Linked DNA regions of Mus musculus: region 2 is linked to region 1. A link is a contact called in public HiChIP or PLAC-seq data. All regions are on one chromosome and are shown on one strand. The core of a region is the stretch at or near the end of the contact, and the rest is flanking DNA. Distances in the headings are between cores, read along the strand shown. Region 1 holds the start of Sycp1 (synaptonemal complex protein 1). Region 2 has its middle 17 kb from the start of Tspan2.

Region 1 (2,873 bases), core at 246-2,745:
ACCTGTTCGAGCATGGGCAAAATACTAAGTTTTTGAAAAGCAGGATCTGTGAAATAAGAAAATGTCATTAAATATGAGAACATCACTTTATATTATTTTACCTAACTGAATGTCAAGAGTATTAATGTAATACTTGTGTTGTATAACTGGCAATGTATATAACAAAATGTTTCTATGAAAATTTACATATTTGTCCAAACCTACCTTTATCAATGTTTTCCCGACTGGACATTGTAAATGGAACACCAAAATCACCTTCTGTACATTTGTTGGCAGTCTAGAAATACAAAGAGGTTCTTTAAATATTCTGCTCAATACCTCTTTACTGTTATTACATAACAGAAACTTTGTATATTCTAGAATATTAATAATTTCAATAGTATATGGTTTCCTTCAATCTCACTCAACCAAATTGAGATCTTCACTAAATCAAATATCAATGACATGTCTTAGCTATAGCAGAAATTACCTGTAGCATTAACAACATATCAAAGACCCGGCCCTGCAAAAGTAGAAATACTGGGAATTGTATGTGCTATTGGGGGCGGAGCCATTTCTCCAGCCCAGCAGTGAATTTTACAAGAATCACGTTTAAAGGAGTCTAAAAAGTTTGAATGTTGGCAACATACAATAAGGCCTGTAATTACGGGCAAAAAAAAAAAAAAAAAAAATCCACCCCAAATTTTAGGGTATATCAGCGATTAATGTAACATACAAAGTGTAAGGCATGCTTTTCTTATTAGCATCTCTCTCGTGAGTCTCTGTGGGCTCGCACACGTGCCCGTGGTGTGGAAGCCACCCTTCTCGCCTTGACCGCGTGCGTTCTAGGGATGGAACTTTCTAGGGGTGGACCTCAGGTCTCCGGGCTCGGCGGCTGCACGTGCCTTTCGCCCCGTCCCGGGCCCGGGCACTGTCTCCGAAGCGCCCACGCAAGCTGACCTTGAAGTAGTTGGAGTCTCCTCCCGCCGTCTGCGGTTTCACGGCGGACACTTGACTGCTGCTCAGCCTCGGCGGGACGAACAGTGTGAAGGGCTTTTGCTTCTCCATGCTGCCTCCTGGGCCTCGGGGGAAGGGAAGAGGTCACACGGCTGGGTGAGGCCGAAGTACAGTGAGCCAGGTCCCTCAGAGGGGCCCAGCGTCCGTGTCACCCTGCGGCGCGTGTGGCCTGCACGGTGAAAGCCTGCACGGCCGCACCATCTCTCCACTCCAGCCGGCCACGCGACCACGGGCCCAGCCCGAACCTCGAAGGCCGCCCGCGACTGCCTGAGGCCCAGGGCCCGGGGCCTCCCTGGCCCGCGAAGCCCGCGAAGCCAAGCACCTGGACACGCGTGACAGAGGTGTGTACGTGGGCCCCAGGCCCCGACACCCTCCACACCCTCACCGTTGTCAGGCTCCGCGGCCCGTGGCCCCGCGTGCGCTCCTTTATGAAGACGACATGGAACGGAACCGTGAGCTTCCCCTCAGAACCTCCTGGAAGCCCGAGAACTCGCGGGACTGGGAGGCTGGCCGCGACCGGCTCAATTTAACGGTTGGTCCAGCTGGCCGGGATCTCGCGCGCAGCACTTCTCGCGAGATTTCCCTTCCCACGTGCCGGGTTCTCTACCAAGTCTGCGCTCAAAATTGTCGGAGGATGCTGGGAAAGCCCCCCCCCAACCCCCTCGTTGGTGTATAGCCATTTAAAGGCGTCTCAGTGCTTTCCTTTTCTAAGGCTGTATTTATTATGTTCTGGTGCGTGTTATAGAGTGTTTCATGTGGATGTATGCATCAACCCGTGCACCACGTGCAGCGTCCTGGGCATCCATAAGGAGTAGGAGCCCTTGGAATTGGAGTTACAGATGGTTGTTAGTTGCCTGGTGGATGCTGAGAACCAAACATGAGTCCTGTGCTACAGCCATAAGCCCCATAAAAAGAAGTCATTTCTGAGGAGTCCTGTGGTTGCTGGGTGCTAAAGATGGCTTTGGGAGTCTATAGAACTTCCTGTATGTGTTTGTAACTTCATTTGCTGTGGCTACACAATACCCCCGACTAAGCAAGCAAAACGGGAGCTGTCTGTGAGTCTTAATGAGACCAAGAAGTAGGATGGGGGGGGAGGGCCGGATGGGGGAGACTGGGTGGGGAAACAGAGTGCCAAGGCTGGACATAAAAAGAAGAGGTGAAGGCTAAAACTGGTTGGGGGCAGGGGCGTGTTTTTGACGTTACAAATGAGGATCATGAAATTTTGAGCATCAGGGTTAGCATGATTATGTTTGGAAGAAAAATCATGGTATAAAGAATGGTTCCGGTTTCTGGAGTGAGCCTGTTTTAATACCTAGGACAAGATATAAGGACCTGAATGATCGATCCACAGGGGTAGTGGAGATGAGGTGTCAGTGGGAAAGTACATTTACCAGGTTGAATTAGTGTGTTTCAACTTAAGTAAAAGGGAGGGAAATCAAAGAATCAGGCTTGGCTAACTAGATATATCATCATTATAGTCTTGAGACATGCCATGACCCAGCTCTCCCCAACTGAGCTAACTCCATTTCATGCCTGCATCTTTCCTCTGCAGAGGCTTCACAGTCCTGGCATCTCCAACCATGCTGGATTCTCCATTATAACCTAGGCTTGACCTTCACAGCTTCATACAATGGCCTCCAGGGCCGGCTTGCAGGGAATCAGACCCTAACACGTATTGCCTGCCCTCAGTGGTCACTGCAGTTTTCATGACCCCTCATTCTCACATCTAGCCTGCCTGCAAAATCAGTGCTGACCTCCAAGTTCTGTCGCCAGCTGAAGACATAAACTGGTTCGTTGGACTCCAACTACTGCATCCTCTATCTGCCTTAAAGGCCAAAGCTAGAGAAACTCATGTTTAGGAGGTTGTTTTTCAGGCA
Region 2 (2,920 bases), core at 63-2,562, 220 kb before region 1:
CAGTCACAGAGTCGAACCTTTGTGCAGCTTAGCAACCAGCAGGCAGGTGAACAATGAACAGATAATTCACCCAGAGACACACAAAGTCCTCCTTTAGCATCCACGGGACCCAGGATCCTGCCCAGTCTGCAGGTACTCAACTCTCACATGGAAGATGCTACGGTGTTTTCATAACTATACACATTCTCCCAGACACTCCAAATCATCTTCTCACCTAATATACTGAGAATGTTGTGTCAATATTTATTATTCTTTTCTGGGGCAGGGGTTTGGGAATAATGACACAAAAAGAAAATATGTCCTTTCAGGACACAGGTTTTTAGTCAAATGTTTGCAATCCATCATTGCTTGAACCCATGAGTATAAAATCAATGCACACAGGAAGGAGGCTGACTGTAATTACAAACTGGTATGTGTTGTGATAGATGTATCAGGTGTGTTCCAGGAAAACTTACAACCCTGAAATCTGGCCAATAGCTGGGAGGAACATTTGCAGACCCCAAAGCACACTGCAGGCATGAGCAAGCACATGCAAAAACCCAGCATAAAGCATGCAGAGCCCAAGGAAGGGGAAATGGGCAAAAAGTGAAAGACCCACAATGTGAGGACTCCCCCACGTTCTGACTCAGGAGAGGCGACACCCAAAATCACTCACAAGAAACGGTCTTGCTGCAAACTGCAAGAGGATTTTTTTTTTATTCAAGAGCTCTCTCAGGCCCAGGGTCATACACCACGCAGGGGTAGAGGACCGTGGCATGCCGAGTAGCTGGGTAAGGGGGTATTTAAAGGAAGAAACCTCAACTCAAGGAAGTGGGGAGTGCATTGTTGATTAAGAGTCCCAAGGAAGTGCAAAGTCACAAGAGTCACAAGGAATACCTGGTAATTGTGCAGGGTATCTCTCAAGACAGTTTCTAAGAGCCCCTAACAATAGCACATTTGCATAGCGGGTTCCAGCAATGGTCTGGATGACTTTCTTTGAATGAACACTCTTTGAACCCAGGAAGCAGTGGGTGGAGGAATGTCGCTATTTGTTTTATGATTAGCATACCTTGGAGCAATGGATCACAGAGGTCACATTCCCAAGCCTGGGCCTAAAGGCCTAGAATTTTGTTTTTACATTATACTTTCAGAAGTCTCAGGAGACATGGAGGAGGGTGGTGGGAAGGTGTGGTGGAGAGACAACTAGTTTGGGCCTTGCAGGCTGTGGTTGGGTTCTGATTTTTTTTAAAAAGTGCAGATGCTGAAAACTAACCAGCAGTGTGAGTGTTGTGAGAGACAGTTGAGGTTTGGTCTGTTGCTGTGTATTGTAATGCTAAATTCTGTGGAAGGTCTTGGCCTAGGAGTGAATTCTCCGGTTTACAAGCTTTTGTTGTGCAAATCTTGTTCCTTGGTTTAAAACTATTGGTTAAATAAAATTGGTTATAGTCAATCACTGGAGGGATTAGAGGTAGGTGGGTTTGGAGTTATCTGCTTGGGGGGGGGGATGGGAGAGGAAGGAATGAGGAGAGACCAAGAGGAGGAGGAAGAAAATTTGAGGGAGAGGAGGAAGCTGCCAGGGGGAGAGATGGACAGTGAGCACGTGGCCAGGAGAAACAGCAAATATCTGGGGTACACCACTGTGGAGGTAGCCAGGCCAGCAGTTAGCAGAGTAGATTAGGGGAGAGCCCCCAGCAATTGTCAAAGACAAAATAAAAATAGAATAACCATAGTCTGAGTCTCATTTACTTGTAAGCTAGTCGGGGATAAGCTTAGATTGCTTCTATTACAGGAGACCTTGGGAGGTGACTGGGTCATAGATGAGAGTCCCTCACGAATGCCATCCATGCCCTCATAAGGGAACTCAACAGGGTGGCCATTCCTTCCACTGTGTTAAGCCGCAGCTGGAAAGTGCCACTATGAGACAAGAGCCTCACTAGATACCAATCTATTGGGTGCTCAATCTTGGTCTTCCTCTACAAGCCTCTCGAACAGTGGTTCTCAACCTCCCTAATGCTGCGACCCTTTAATGCAGTTCTTCATGTTGTGGTGACCTCAACCATAAAATTATTTCCTTGCTACTTCAAAACTTTAATTTTGCTACTATTATGAATTATAATGTGAATATATGCTATCTGATTCCTGTGAAAGGGTCATTCAACCCCCACATGGGGGTCAAAACCCACGGGTTGAGAACTGCTGCTCTAGAAATGTGGGCAATGACTGTTGTTGTTTACGAGCTATCTGGATCATGGTTCTTTAATGACCTTCAGTGCCATTAAAGAGCCTTAATGGAGACAGAGCCTAGGAATGGACTGAGAATAGAGAATTGGAGGCAGCTTGTTTGGGGTTCTTTGGCTATAAGTAACAATAACAGAACCTGTCTGTCTTCAATATAAAGCTAGCATATTAGAAGAAGACAGCTCACTTCAGAGAGAAGGACTGGAGAAGAGCAGGGGGCAGAGGCTGTGCCATAGCCTCAGACAGACAGGAATGATCCACTCTTGACAGAATGAATAGCACTCCAGTCCTCAGTCACTCCTCTCCAAATTCCAGTTTTCGGGGGCAGACCTGAAGGCACAGAGCGAGCTTGCCCTGCCAGCCCACTTCACTGTGGCCAGACAACACGGTTAGCCCGACGGGTTCTCAGTAAAACAGCTTCCAAGAGGGAAAGTCACAAAGAAGCTAGGTAACAGTTCCAAAGACTAATTCTAGAGAAAAACGAATCCATCAGGAGCTTGTAGTGTGGCTCTGAGGTACAACACTTACTTGCTAGCATGCTGATCACTTTGACTTCTAACCTCAGCACCTCAATGGAAAAAAAACAAACAACAACACCGTCAATGTCTACTGCAGATTCTAAAGAAAAAGCTGTAGGGTCGTTAAATTCAGACTAGAGGTTCCAAAGGGCTTACCAAGGAAACAACCTCTTTCTAGCAGCAAC

What was found. HiChIP or PLAC-seq counts read pairs in DNA pulled down with a chosen protein or histone mark.
Region 2: an H3K27ac HiChIP or PLAC-seq map of embryonic stem cells shows a contact between it and region 1, with 3 times the contacts expected there. The contact joins the enhancer-like site here to the promoter of Sycp1 in region 1. A contact is called at or near these places in 10 of 39 promoter capture datasets (the 3T3-L1 cell line, the C10 cell line, HPC-7-derived erythroid cells and 5 more), 1 of 115 datasets of contacts at active chromatin or transcription factors (embryonic stem cells) and 1 of 9 other capture datasets (adipose tissue).

What each region holds. Positions count from the first base shown.
Region 1 is chr3:102,934,605-102,937,477 of GRCm38.p6, forward strand. It overlaps Sycp1 (synaptonemal complex protein 1), which reads right to left and starts at 1,496. Exons shown (of 33, transcript NM_011516.2): 1 at 1,382-1,496; 2 at 940-1,061; 3 at 205-277; 4 at 3-46. The coding sequence starts at 1,047.
Region 2 is chr3:102,716,804-102,719,723 of GRCm38.p6, forward strand. No RefSeq gene overlaps it. Among named protein-coding and RNA genes, the nearest start is that of Tspan2, 17 kb to the right of the region's middle. Within about 2 kb of position 1,313, at least 19 of the 459 cell types and tissues checked have an H3K27ac peak or open chromatin away from gene starts, as enhancers often do. A contact at or near this core is called in embryonic stem cells and trophoblast stem cells, where this site is marked.